Linked DNA regions of Mus musculus: all the other regions are linked to region 1. Evidence: chromatin contacts called from public Hi-C and promoter capture Hi-C data. All regions are on one chromosome and are shown on one strand. The core of a region is the stretch at or near the end of the contact, and the rest is flanking DNA. Distances in the headings are between cores, read along the strand shown.

Region 1 (2,700 bases), core at 67-2,566:
TTGTGAACAGGGTGAGGAGCTGAAAACTCAAGACAGTGCAGTCCGTTTGTTTGAATGATACACAAAGACGCTCCCCACTACCCTTCCCTGCATGCAAATAGGACCACGGACAGGCACTGGCAATTACCTATTCCAGAGTCTGCACTGCAGCCCTACCTAACTCTTGAGCTAGCACCAAGTTCTCGAATGGGTCAGATCGTCAATACGAACCTGGGTCTATGGAACTTGACCACCAAAATATTTGGGTCAGAATCTGTCCGGGAAAAAAATAGATTCGAAAATTAGTATGCCTAAGAAAAACACTCGTCTCAGGGACAGATCTCTTCAATACGAGATACAACAGGGTCCCTTTAGATGTGAAGGAGGAGCGGGAGGCTTGGAGATGGCCAGTAGATGGCGCAAGAACTCTTTCTTTGTACACTCTTAACCCTTGCCTGGTTTATGGGACTGCCAAGTCCAAATGTATAGACATATACATTTTGCCTTTTGAGAGAAACCTCCCATTTACATATTTGGGATCAACTCAGAATTAGGGAAAATGAGCTTTCTCTAGATATCAACGACAGGCACAACTCGTTTAACTGCTATTGCACACTGGCTGCAAGGAGGTTGGGCAAGATAAAAAAAAAAAAAAAAAAAGAACTATTTAGGGAAAGATTCTGACTTCCCTCCCAACCTTACCCCAGCCCGAGCCACGGGTGACATATGCTTACCAAATAATAAAATCCGCGTCATGTTTTTTTTACACCTAGGTATTCTCATATGTAAATTTGTGCGTGCAAATAAATTATCTGTGATTTCCCTTCTGGATTAAATCAAAGTATAATAGATGTCTAAAGCTGTCTGGGATATAAGCAACTACTGTAGTAACACATGTCCCATTCTAGGGACGTGGGCATCGATGGAACCCAATTCATTATCCTCACGGTTTCTCCTAAAGCGACGCAGATCTTCACTTTAAAAATACTCCTTTAGTATGCTTCTATATTCTCAGGCAGGAATGGAGAGCTCACTAACATAATATTTCTTGAACTGCTTTTGCAGGCAGAATTGATCTATTCGGGGGGAAAAATAATCCAAGCCCCGAGATTTCAAATATTGTAGGGAGTTTATCAGAGAGCAGAGCTGGGCTTTTAGAAGCTCACTAGTGCTTTCTGGTGTAGGTTGTAAGGAGCAAGATTTAAGGTTAATTTTGGTGGAGGGGAAAAAACGCAAAAGAAAAGACAGAATCCGGAGTAGCGGAGACTCTGTGCCCCCGTTGGAGAGATGGTTGAGTCCTCGTCAAGGTTGCTGTGGTATCCCAGAAACACCATTCACTCCGAGCTGTGACCGCGCACCAACAACAGCAACAACTCTACTGCGCTGGGCTGAGGAGCCAGAATCCAGAGCTCGCGAATAATATGAAAGGGAGCCGCAAAGGAGAAAGCAGAGCAAAGGAATCCAAACCCCGGGAGCCTGGCACGCGAAGATGCGCTAAATGTGGCCGCCTAGACTTCATCCTGAAGAAGAAAATGGGGATTAAAAGTGGATTTACGTTTTGGAACCTCGTCTTTTTATTGACGCTGTCTTGTGTAAAAGGTAGGTCTGTTTTCCGGGGTACCCTCTTCTGTGGTGGACATGGGCTTGACTTGTCGCCTGAGAGAGGCTAGCAAGCTTAGTTTGCAATTTGCACGGATAAAATAATAGGGAAAATACTGATGAAGGAGTTGATTCACAGCTCCTTTTCCTCCCCTCAGATAGGAAATGCATTTTGCTTGCCAGATTTGGCGTTCAATGCGGTGATTGAGCCTGTGCTCAATAAATATTCTTGCAGTATGCTCAAACCAATACGTGAGTTGGTTCCTATAGCCTCTAACTAGTGGATATCCACGCAGAATTCCTCTGCAAGACTTTTTTTTTTTTTAAGTGGTGAGGATTATCTTGATTTCTAGTGGAATCTGTGGGGTCTGATGCTTTGCACAGATTTTTTTTTTTTTAATTGAAGACACTGGCGTGAGTGCCTTTTAACCATTTCGGACAGCAAAGTTGCCAACATGCTAGAAATGCATGGGTTTTAAATACATTAGGAGACAGAGCCTTCCAGAGCTCGGTCACACCAACATGAATGTCTGCATACAAATTTGAATTATTTCTACGTGGCTTCCTATGCAAGGATAAATGTAGGGGAGCTTTTTTGGATACTCTGTTAATGCTTGGTTAAAAAAATTAATTAATTAATAAAAAAATAAAAATGAGGCTGAGATGCCACAAAGTGTGAAGATCCACCTTTGAGGATGAATGAAGGTAGGGAGAAAGTCATTAGCAGCTGACCAAAAAGAAAATCCCCGGCAAGTCTCTGCGTTCAGACAGGTACAATGAGTGTCACATGCACAGACAAGGAGTGGGGGCGGGTGGGATGGAAAATTTATTCCTAAGCAGGAAGGGAAGGGACAGTTGGATCGCTGGAGAAAGAACAGTCTGGGGGACAAAATAGAGCCACAGCTATTCCACAACTTCTGCACCCCAATGCCCATTAATTGCTGCAAAGAATACTCGGGAGGTGTTTATGACTCATGCCGTCGTTTCTGAACAATCATTTCTCCATCCCCACAGCAGCTCCAACAGACACGGGGAATGGAGCTCCTAGTGAAGCTAGTTTCCAATCCTGCTTTTCGGTGCCTTGAGGGGTGGAGGGGCAGTGTTGGCCCAGGCGCGCCAAGG
Region 2 (2,700 bases), core at 86-2,585, 4.4 Mb after region 1:
CTCACCGTTCTCTTTCTCCAGTTTCTATTAACTTTTGGTTAATCGCTGCTCTCATCTGCGCATCTTTGTTCATCTTGCTAACCTGGACATCAACATGCATTTTGAGATACATAATATTTAGAAAAGTGTTTCCTTCTAAGACCTCTCTAGACAATCATCCTAATACATTGAACATTATAATAAGGAAAGGATGATAATTTTAAGTACCTTACATGGTATTATTATTCTTAGTACTATTTCCTGTATCCCAATTCCCTTCCCTCATAAGCTCTTTATTGTTTATTTTCTTTGTCTTTTTAAAAAGGGAATAACTACTATTATAATACCATTAAGCACTTATGTACCTAAAACTGAGAATATTTAACCCCCAAATTTGCTCTAATGACACAATTCCATTTTACAGATGAGAACACTGAGGCACAGAGACAGAATGTGAAGTCAGGTACTTGGAGTCCCACCTTATTTAATTGTACACTAATATCTGACTGGCGTTCATTTCTGCATCTTAACTGCATTCAATTTCTGGGTAAGCCATAGCATGCACACTAATAAAAGATACGACTATGAAAAATGAAATAAGACTATGTGCTTGCTTTACCCAATAAACTTCACGGAGAATTACAACTGCTACCCTAGCTTTGGATTTCATATCCTTATTTCTGAAGGGTAAGTAAGAAAACGAATTTCAAACTAGTCTTTGAGAAATTCTTCATTTTCAATAAAAAACAGACAACCAATGCCAAAATAGGTGTAGGGGAAAAAAAAAAAAAGCAAGGTTAACTTTTGAGCGCATTTTTGCCATTTAAAAGTCAGGTTTAAGTTAATGTTTTCCTACTTAGTGTGAATCTTCTTTTGTAATTCTCCGTCTTGTCTGTATGGAAATTCAGACTACAAAGAATTTTCAGAGTTGGGCTGCGCAAGAAGCAGGTGAACAGAGGGTTAATAACTAGGCAACGCTTTACTTCTGTAGTTGGGGCTTAACATTTCCAAATTAACTGCAAAAGTTTAGACAGTGTCATAGCAAGAACAGCAAAACTTCGTCTCGTCTTGGCCCCTAAAATCACGGATAGTGACCTTGGGCAAGTCACTTAATGCCTAAAGGCCTCAGTTTTCTCACTGGTAAAACCAGGGCGCTAGGGACTCCCTCCCGGTTCTGACATTCTTTAGGAAAATGCAACACGGCGCAGACAGCTGGAGAGGCGGGAGGGGAGGAGCCAGAAAACAAAGCGGGGACTGGCTCCCGGCCAACTCCAGCAGCACGCCCTGTCGGAGAGCCCTACAGGCCCGCGAGCGAGCGAGCGAGCGAGCGCGGGTCGGGGAAGCTAACGAAAGACAGCACATCGAAAGGAGCCTGGGCTGGGCCCGGGTCCCGGCCCTGAGGACCACGGGCATAGCTCACCACCATCACCGCGGGCGAGGGCCGTCCCTTCCCAGCGACGAAATGACCCTTGCGCTGACGACCGTTACCTACCACACTCTTCGGCTGCCCGGACTTAGACCCTCAGTAGCTCGGGCACCTAAGCACACAGAAAGCTAGACCACGCATTTCCGGGGCGGGATCTGGCCACCCTGCCTATAATGTGAGAATTCAACTAGCGCGGGCCGCCTTCTGGTCGCTCGGCCCTCTGGGTAAGGAAGTCCAGAGTCTGTTAGCTGACGTGGGTTCAGGGATCAAAAAACTACATTTCCCAGCATTGCAACAGAACCAAATTTCTCATGGACACTACACTTCCCAGAAGAGACGTGGCGCCGCAGAGTCGTCTGGGATGGGAACCACGCCGTTTCCCAGCCTCAGTTCCAGGAGTGAAGCGCGGACCTTTCAACAAGAGCTTTATTGATTCTCTTGCTGGGATCGGGGGAACGCGATGGAGGCGGCCAATTGCTCTCTGCGGGTGAAAAGACCTCTGCTGGATCCCCGCTTCGAGGGCTACAAGCTGTCTCTCGAACCGCTGCCCTGCTACCAGCTGGAGCTTGATGCAGGTGGGATCGGCGGCACCCTCTCGCACCCGGTTCCTTCTTGTTGAGGCTGCCATTGGCGCAACCCTCTGTCACTCCGGCTAGCCAGCCACCTCCTGCCGGTCTGCACCTAGAGCGGCCGTCCACGCGGGGACCCGAGGATGCCCCCTTTCCTTCCGCGCCTTAGCCGCGGCACTGTGGGCTGGCCTAGGCGTCCGCAGCTCAGGCTCGGATGTTCTCCGCCCATACATCTCTGGCTCCTGCTCTGAAGGTTCAAGTTGTCCTTCCTTCCCAAACCTTACCTTTAGTAAACGTGTTCGCTGAGAAGCCACACCTCCTTGGAAAGTCCCCAACTCCCTTTTTCCTTCTGACGCAGAATCATTTCTTGGGAGAGAAAAATTTCCACATTCAGTTAGCAGTTTCAAATACTCGGGTCCTGGATCATGCTACAATTTATTGAGGGCAAGTGATTTAGTGCGCTTACTGTTGCTTGCTGCTACTACTTATTTATCTGTAACTTCCTAGAGGCTATTCTCCTTTTTACAACCATAGGAATTGTAGTTTTGTTAGGGAAAGTGTCCAGGGATTTGTGTTTTTAAATACATGTCTCTGCAGATTCTTATTTTGATACAAGTTTTCCATAGGTTGTACTTTGAGAAATAGTGATCTAGAGGTGTTAGTCGACGTTTGAGTATCAAGCGTTACTTATGTATGTATCTATGTATCTTTTCTCTAGATTGTATC
Region 3 (2,700 bases), core at 23-2,522, 3.5 Mb after region 1:
GAAGGAAGGAAGGAAGGACAGAACAAGAAAAGAGAAAGGGAAAAAAAAGGGAAGAAGGAAGGAACTTAGAGACACAGACGAAGATGGAAGGTTGAAGAAATAGAAAACGAATGAGGGAGAGAGATAGACAATTAGAAAAATAATCTCAAGCCATCAAAAGTATGTGACTCACTGCTAAACAGCTGTAGTAACTAAAAGCAATATCTCTTTACCTATAATACTTTGTTTCTTCTCCATCTGACAGAACAATATTTGGAACGTAGAAAATAGGAATGTCACATTGTTATGCATCTTTTCTCATTAATACCTGCTTAAGGAGATCTGAATGTATCTTTGATGCAAGAAAAAAATTTCTGGATGTGCTTCATGTACCAAACTATATATGAAGCAAATGAAAAAGTGTATATATATTTTTTCTCGATTTATTTAGATAGATAGATAGATAGATAGATAGATAGATAGTCTCAATTTATTCTAAAGAGCCACTAGGTACCAGCATTGGGACATTTTTCCTGAAGTGACATTGTTTGTACTGATTTTTATCCTCAAAATGGAGGCAAGTACTATAACACTGTCTGCTAGTTCATCTTTTACATGGTATATTTTATATAATTAATTTTCACTAACAATCTCTTATCCTTCTTTATTTTCTCCAAAACAACAAATAAAAGACCATAAATAGTTTCCTAATTAACAAGATGGGGGAATTTGGTAATATATATTCAAAACAGACCAATATTCTCCCCCAAATATATATTTATTTACTGTTTTGAACATTGGTTAGCATTGGCACCTATGCATTAAATTAAAAATGTGCACATATATTTTCTCATTAGAATAATTTTCTCAACTTTTCACAAATATTACCCACATTGTCATCATTGCAGTTAGGATAGTATAATTATCTTGACATTGAAAGATTAAGAAATGAAGACACAGAAGGTTTAGTGGACTCAAACATCACATGAATCTGACTTATTTCTGTTGGCAATATTATTATTTACTTTCTTTAAATTCATCATGTTTCTATGAGTTTGATTTTCCTTTCAATTATTTTGTATAATTGCATCCCTCCTGCCTGACACAACTACTATAAAGAAACAATACAATTCTCCTTTGCACTTTTCTTCTGCTGTAGTCAAGGAGACACACAGGATATTTCCTTTCAGACAGTTGCTAAATTTATATTTATGTCTTCCAGTATTTTGTCTCCTGGCTACTGAAATACACTGTTCATGTGTTTCTGCACTCTCTGAGTAGAATCTGATGTAATTCCTGGCAGATGCTTTCAGAAGGTTCCAGGCTGTTGGATTCTGGCACCAGGGGCTTGGGAGGAAGTCAAGCAGATCTTTCATAATACAAGATTGTTGAAAGGTGCATTATATACTTCACAATAGCCATGAAGCTATTCTGTCACACATCCTTCTTAGTCCTGGTGTCTTCATAGCTCTTTTATCTGCAAGTGAGTCTCTTTCTGGACCTTTCTGGTCCCAAGAGCATATGAAAACCCCAGTAATGCAGTAATTACTGGCAGCTTGACAGCAATCCAAGCAAGTCAGCCACCAAATCACATAGCTGTGCACACTAAACACAAAACATTTTTGGAGAGAAGAGGCTGGGGTGTTACCAGTTAGTGTATATGTCTAATAGATTTTGATTCTTTTATACTACCAAATACATCTTACTTATTTACTTATTTAATGCAAATTGTATAATTTTCCTTCAGTTATTTTTGTTTTCAAACTAATGGGATGCATATCTATGGAAATTCTTTCAAGAAAAAAAATATTGAAATTATGAGCTATTGTCATAGCTTTTCTGGACTCAGTAATCATCATTTGGAAAACCATATACTTATTCAGAAAGAAGGACCAAGCTGGTATCTGTTACATATAACAAAATAGCAAAGGAGCTTCTTTCAGTACAAGATGCTGCTATCTTACTTAGTGTACTAAAGGGGAAACAGTAACCACATTGTTCTTTAATATGCTTAGAGTATTTTTCAGACAAATGTTCTTAAGTAAGGTTTTTAGAAAGCTTTTTGTGATAGCAATTGTTCCCTTTTCAGAATAATGACCTTGCTCAGGATATTGCATCTAAGTGATAGAATAGAACACTGTATTCTACCCCTGGTGTTTTCTCTAAGAGGTGTACTTAGGAATTATTGCATCTCATTGATACTCCCTTTTGAAATACCTTTTGTTTGTTTCAAAACTTCAAGTGCCTTCACTGAAATAGAGAGAAGGAAGAAGGATGGAATCTAATTGGAAAAAGTCAGATAAGTTTGTGTTAAATGTCAATAAATTAGAGCCTCTAATTTTCTCAATCCATGACTCCTCATTATATTTGAGTCATGTGCCCAGGATTCTAAAGCATTGATTCTTTATGCCATGGGATACCAAATTACTTCTGGTCAATTTTATGTATAGTTGTTCAAACAACTATACATAAAATTGGTCAGACCCATATAATTCTAAAACGTGTATAACACAAACCACGGTAAAGAAAGCAGGTTAGCAGGACGTGGCACCCTTAGTATTGTAAACAGCTTTTCTGCAATACATTGTATATATCATACCATTCCTGTATTCCCAGTTTAAGAACCAGGTGGTAGTTTTAATGAGCCATCATCATAAATCACATTTAGGATGCTTTCATCTATTTAAAATGAACTTCTTCACCTGTTTACTGTTAACAATA
Region 4 (2,700 bases), core at 201-2,700, 3.4 Mb before region 1:
AAGAACATAAGAGTGGCCTAAAGGTGACATGGATGTTTAGGAAAATAGAAGAATGTTCATCAAATGGCTAAGAGAGGTCTCCCCATCCCTTAATTCTTCTTTACGCCAGACAACTCCAGCACCCACAATAGAAACACATATAACGTCTGAATTTTTCCTTTGTTTATTCCCCTGTCGATCTGCCCCGCCTTAAGAGAAGATTCAGAGTAGGGCTTTCACAGCAATGTCCCCTGATCCTGCCCTGTGGTTGAGGAATGTGTTTCACTCCATCCCCTGCCCAGTCCCTCAGCCTTTCATATGCCACCACCTGTCACGAGGATGTCACAGCACAACAAAGGACAGCTTTAATTCTAAGGATTATTTTCCTCTGTCGGCTTTAAAAAGGTAGAGGGAAAGCATGCCTGTATTCCCACCTTACAAAAGAGTAAAGTATTGCAGTGACTAGATGGGGGGAGATCGCGGGGCCACCGGGTGTCTGGAAAGGTCTGTAAGATCAGGTTCGCTTTCATGTCCAAATGGGAACCGAGCAGATGGCTCCTCTCAGGGCTGTTTACTCACGCTACAGCTCTGTTTGAAAAGACCTGCTGCTGAGAGCAGAGGCTGGGGCACAGGAGGACGCTGCAGTCACTCTGAGTCAGCCATCTAGGTCAGGGGCTCCAGAGCCACGCTTCAGAGTGGGCGTGGGAGTTGGCAGGCCACGTTAAGCATCTCCAGAGCCTCACAGGCGCTGCCTGCTTCGCCGCAGTGAGATAGAGACCCAGCAGCTGTGGAACATCAAAGCTCCCATCTTTAGGCTACAAACAATATTAGCTAAGCCTGGTTAAGGTTTGTAATTTCCAGTAACAGGGCAGGGGTGGGACAAGTAATTGGCAGCCAGGGCCTCTAATCAATATCAGATTGGCAGTAAATTAGTTGTTTAATTAAATAAAGGTAATTTGTTGAATTGCCAATTATCTTCCCAATATGAGAGACCTCAATTCAATAAAACAAGAGTCTGGTGAGGAGACAAAACTACTCTACAGGCTCTATAACAGCATTTCACCATGAAATCTCCCTTCAGGAGGAGGCTTGAGCCTATAGATACACCAGGACCTTTCACAAGGTTAATGATCCAGACTGCCACCTTCCAACACGATTGCAAAGGTCAAACTGTGGTTCCCTCGGAGCTGAGCTGGCTCCTAGTTAGATTGCCAAAGGATTAAACCTTGTTCCTTCAAACAAGAGGCAACTGAATACTGAGGACTGCGTGCTGTCAGGAGGAAAATTAATTCCTGGGAGACAAGAAGTGTTAAACTCCCTGTTTAACTTAGTAATTATTTAATAACAATAGGCATAACAATAATAATAAATAGTAATTTGATGCATCTTTCTGAAACCCAAGAGCCTTGAGCCGGCAGGCAGAAACAGCAGCTGGGCCTGGCGTGCCAGCAGCCGTCCCAACACTAGATGGCAGCTCGAGCCTGCGTTTGGATCTGTGTCTCCTCTGCAGCTCTCCAATACTTCCCCCAACCGCCCAAGAGATTTTTAGTCCTCTGAATTTTAACCAATTGTGCTTCATCTTTTGTCTCCAGAAGGACAGAAATAGGCTTCCTCTTTCCCTCTAATTGATTTTAAGTTTCCCTTTGTTCAAGCTCTGCTAAAACGAGGAACGAGCCCTATTTTTCAAGGGCTGGCCTGCTTGCGACTTCTATTAAGTGGGCCAAATAATTATACCCCAAAGAGAAACCTGTTCTCTGGAAAGCACTCCGCATTTGCTCCCAGAGCAATGTTTGCTCGACTCCTTGCTGTGGGCACGCGGCAGGGGAGTCGCCGTCCCTGAGGAAGTTTGGGTCTTCTCTTTCAAACCAAATTGCTGGCTTATTGAACATATCATCTGCTCTAAATGCCCTCTCAGACTGGTTAGTTTATCAAAAAGGGTGCTAAGTTTGCCTTTTGGTTCCCAAGTCCCTTTACTGGATGGCTTTTCCCATACTCCTTTTCAAATAACAGCATCGCTACTAAGCACAAACAGCTTCACAGCCCAGTGCAGTCCTGACTTTCCTTCCATACTGAGTCCCTATTGTTTATGGCAACAGTCCAGAAAGCAGGCATAAGCCCTTGGCCATGGCTGCCGCACCCAGTGCTTTGACTGAGCTATTATTACCTTCTGCTTCAAGCACTAGCCTGCATCTCTTCAGGTTGGTGATGACGCTACTCCCCTCAGTTTCCAATTTGAGTCCCTCCCTTTGCTAACTGTCAAGTCCATTTAGCTGGCATTCTCCATCCAGGACTTTCCTGTGTCAGAGCATTTATGAGTCAATAACCTCTAAAGAATAGAAGCTCCCTGAAGGCCGTGTCCCCATCACAGATTGCTCTACTGCCTAGGAGTATAAAGCTGACTAATCTATATGTATTAAATTAAATAAGTACAGAATGAAAAATTTGTAAACTTGCCTCACAACCATGAATTCTCTCTAACATGTATCGAAACATAGTTGAAAAAAATCGAAAGCCGTTGAAAACCTCTGAGTGGCTTACGGGAATCTATCACACCGTGTCATCATTGGTAGTTTTCTGTAAGGGGAAATGGGCATGATAGATTACAGAATCCTGTTCAAGTACCCCCTGCTTAGCAGTGAAGGTATTGTAAACACACTGGTCATTGTTTAACATATCATCTCTATCGACCAATTAGAGTTCTTGCGCTGCCAAGAGTGCCCT
Region 5 (2,700 bases), core at 171-2,670, 3.7 Mb before region 1:
AGTTTTTAATGTCATAATTTTGTGTTGATCCAATGAGACAAGTATTTCAAACATAAGAGTTTCCTTGGAAAGAGTGTGTATGGATGTGTGTGTGTGTGTATGGATGTGTGTGTGTGTGTGTGTGTGTGTGTGTGTGTGTGTGTGTGTTTGGGGTGTGTGTGTGTGTGATTTAGCAATTGATTTTAATAATAACCACAGCCTAACATAACACACATTTATCTAAACACAACAAACCTGCTTCGACATAGAATGTAGAAAAAAAGGCCAGAGTCTTAGGAGATGATTAAATGTTTGTAAAACACTTGTGCCTAGCAAGTTTCATCAGAGGGTCACATTACAGTTGTGAAAAGCTACACCATGTAAATAATTGGATCATTTCCATAGAAGACATTGTAAATATATAACCTGAAAACTTTCTCACTATCTTTTAAAAATTCTTGCCCTTATTGCTTGGTTATTTTGCTGAGGGTTACTATAAGTTTAATATGCTTTTACATATTAGCAATAATTTCTATGAAACATTCTATATTAACTTTATATCATGACAACCGAACTTGTATTGATACTTAATGCACATATGTGTGATATATTTTTGTGCCTGAGGCCATTTATCTGCAAATATTGCTGCTGAAGGTTAGGCTAGCTGTTTCCTGGCTGTCTCCAAATTGCTACAGGATGGATTTTCTCAGACACAGAGTGTGCGTGGTCAAGATCTGTATCTTGCCCATATCGTTAGTTTCTTGTACAGCTGGATCTGTCCCAGTTCACTGCCCCAGAGCAAACAGAAGCTATTAATATTTTAATGAATTACCTTTGGGGCGCCATGGAAAAAAGAAGAAAAGAAGAAGAAGAAAGCAATAAGATTGCCAGTTTCCCTGAGGGATTGGGAAGCCTGAGGCAGTTTCATCTCCTGTCAGCCTTGGTCCTTGAAATGTTTCCCTTGCTAAGTCTCCACACTGTCATTTCTGACTATCTTGGCATGCCTCAGCTACACCATAGTCAGCTCTTCCTTTCTGTTTTGCAATTATCCAGTTTGCTGCTGGGGAAAAAGACAATCTCTAGGCAGTGTTTGTAACACATTTGGGACCATTTGGGGAAAGGAGAGAGAGAGAGAGAGAGAGAGAGAGATTGATTTAACTCTAAGCTAAAAATCACATCCTATTTCCTCATTAAATAAAAGGTAGTGTTCATATCTGATATTAGCCTTGACTAATACTATCATGAAAGATTCATTTCTAGTCAGCACCCATAAAGACTTTCTTAAATGTCAGTGACAAAGAAACCCCAAAAGTATTGTGCATCTTCCTGGTGAGTTTACTCCAGGTTTGAGCAGTGCATTAAATCTAGCTCTGGGATTTTTCAGCCCTTGAAGCCATGCCGGTTAAAGGCATGCTTGCAAAGTGTGACAGAGCCACTAGATGGCAGGAGTGCACCGCCTAAGATGAGAGCCATCCTCAAGCAGATAGCTTCAGCCTCCCTCCTGGCAGATGTGGGGGAGGAGTTGCTGATTATTGATTGGTTCACTGACCCCTGTCTCCTCCTCTTCTCCTCTAGCTCTAATTGCAATCCTGGATGCGATTCTCCCATGGCCACCTCTGTCAGGGTGGGTGGCTTCAAAAACTGTCTTGCTGGACCCTGTAAGTGGATCTGCAAGATGACACAGCCTCTTTAGTTCAAGGTGGTCTGAATATCTTTTAACTTACCCAGCCCAGTAATCCTGGAAACTGTCAGAAAAGAGTCCTAAATATGCCCCTGACTGGGAATGCTAGTTTCTCCAAGGATTAGTGTGGTGGGTCAATAAACCTGCCTCTGATTAACACACCTGGTTTTTCTACCATGCTTGTCTTTGCTCATTCATTTCCTCTTCCATTAAATGTGTATGTCGTTCCTACCATGAATTAGGTGCCAGGAATACAACCATGGATGAGACATATTCAGGCCCTTTAGGAAGTCTTCTGTTTAGGTACCAGAGGTTTTTAAAGGCATGATAGATGAGTGATAGTTGATACAGAAAGGGCAGATGCAGGACATGTTAGCATCTCTGTTGTAGAAGATAAAGAATACAGACGATTAGAAATGGGACAGGCAAGGAGTTGGAATAGGAAAATCTCAACCTAATGTCTAACCTAGAGATTAGAAGAATCTGCAACTGAGGTAGGAGAGGGTGCTGTGAAGGAAGAAGTTGTCTGGCTAATGTGAAGCCAGGCATGTGGGCAGAGGACGAACAAACCAGGACCAGATTGAGACAGTCTCCCCCATGCTTCGACAAAAACATTTCTGCTTGAACTTCTTTGATCAGTGGAGAGCTGTGAAAGATCAAGTAAAAGGCAGAGCCCTGGTCCTATCCAGTATTATAGACAGATCAGGCCAGAGCCCTGCTCCTATCCAAACATAGACAGATCATGGCAGAGCCCTGTTCCTATCTAGGTTTTGTAGAGACATCATTCTGATGGCAGTAAGAGAGAGGACAGTGTTAGAAAATTACAAAGTTTGTACAATTACAAAAACCACAAGTTAGATCATGTAGGGACACAGTCAGTATCCTATGAGCAAGATCAGGAGGATATTTGGAGGGTTTTGTTGTTGTTGTTGTTGTTTGTTTGTTTTGTATACATAGAGTGAGAAAACTACTGACTAACAAATGACTTCCTTTGTCTGCGGCAAGTACAAAGAAAGAGTAGCCAGTGAGTGGGCAGTTAA

The links. Promoter capture Hi-C pulls out the DNA fragments that hold promoters and counts their contacts. Hi-C and Micro-C count contacts between places; a contact is called where the count stands out from the background.
Region 2: a contact with region 1 is called in a promoter capture Hi-C map of second pharyngeal arch cranial neural crest. The contact joins the promoter of Nudcd1 here to the promoter of Csmd3 in region 1. A contact is called at or near these places in 5 of 39 promoter capture datasets (cranial neural crest, frontonasal cranial neural crest, maxillary cranial neural crest and 2 more), 2 of 484 Hi-C or Micro-C datasets (B cells and cerebral cortex) and 1 of 115 datasets of contacts at active chromatin or transcription factors (astrocytes).
Region 3: a Hi-C map of cortical neurons shows a contact between it and region 1, with 6 times the contacts expected there. The contact joins the enhancer-like site here to the promoter of Csmd3 in region 1. A contact is called at or near these places in 4 of 39 promoter capture datasets (cranial neural crest, frontonasal cranial neural crest, hippocampal neurons and 1 more), 11 of 484 Hi-C or Micro-C datasets (cerebellar granule neurons, cerebellum, cerebral cortex and 4 more) and 1 of 115 datasets of contacts at active chromatin or transcription factors (neural progenitor cells).
Region 4: a promoter capture Hi-C map of hippocampal neurons shows a contact between it and region 1, with 6 times the contacts expected there. The contact joins the enhancer-like site here to the promoter of Csmd3 in region 1. A contact is called at or near these places in 4 of 39 promoter capture datasets (3T3-L1-derived adipocytes, cranial neural crest, hippocampal neurons and 1 more), 11 of 484 Hi-C or Micro-C datasets (cerebellar granule neurons, cerebellum, cerebral cortex and 4 more) and 2 of 115 datasets of contacts at active chromatin or transcription factors (astrocytes and embryonic forebrain).
Region 5: a contact with region 1 is called in a Hi-C map of cerebellum, with 4 times the contacts expected there. The contact joins the enhancer-like site here to the promoter of Csmd3 in region 1. A contact is called at or near these places in 4 of 39 promoter capture datasets (cranial neural crest, hippocampal neurons, maxillary cranial neural crest and 1 more) and 4 of 484 Hi-C or Micro-C datasets (cerebellum, cerebral cortex and cortical neurons).

The regions. Positions count from the first base shown.
Region 1 is chr15:48,790,605-48,793,304 of GRCm38.p6, reverse strand. It overlaps Csmd3 (CUB and Sushi multiple domains 3), which reads left to right and starts at 1,316. Exons shown (of 71, transcript NM_001081391.2): 1 at 1,316-1,578. The coding sequence starts at 1,401. It overlaps Gm34336 (a long non-coding RNA gene), which reads right to left and starts at 535. Exons shown (of 3, transcript XR_384081.2): 1 at 1-535.
Region 2 is chr15:44,426,942-44,429,641 of GRCm38.p6, reverse strand. It overlaps Nudcd1 (NudC domain containing 1), which reads left to right and starts at 1,335. Exons shown (of 10, transcript NM_001113554.1): 1 at 1,335-1,980. The coding sequence starts at 1,866. It overlaps Eny2 (ENY2 transcription and export complex 2 subunit), which reads right to left and starts at 1,531. Exons shown (of 5, transcript NM_175009.3): 1 at 1,400-1,531; 2 at 6-82. The coding sequence starts at 1,405.
Region 3 is chr15:45,265,658-45,268,357 of GRCm38.p6, reverse strand. No RefSeq gene overlaps it. Among named protein-coding and RNA genes, the nearest start is that of Kcnv1, 150 kb to the right of the region's middle. Within about 2 kb of position 1,272, at least 4 of the 459 cell types and tissues checked have an H3K27ac peak or open chromatin away from gene starts, as enhancers often do. A contact at or near this core is called in cortical neurons, where this site is marked.
Region 4 is chr15:52,159,696-52,162,395 of GRCm38.p6, reverse strand. No RefSeq gene overlaps it. Among named protein-coding and RNA genes, the nearest start is that of Aard, 120 kb to the right of the region's middle. Within about 2 kb of position 1,450, at least 72 of the 459 cell types and tissues checked have an H3K27ac peak or open chromatin away from gene starts, as enhancers often do. A contact at or near this core is called in cerebellar granule neurons, cerebellum, cerebral cortex and 5 more, where this site is marked.
Region 5 is chr15:52,457,746-52,460,445 of GRCm38.p6, reverse strand. No RefSeq gene overlaps it. Among named protein-coding and RNA genes, the nearest start is that of Gm41322, 14 kb to the right of the region's middle. Within about 2 kb of position 1,420, at least 22 of the 459 cell types and tissues checked have an H3K27ac peak or open chromatin away from gene starts, as enhancers often do. A contact at or near this core is called in cerebellum, where this site is marked.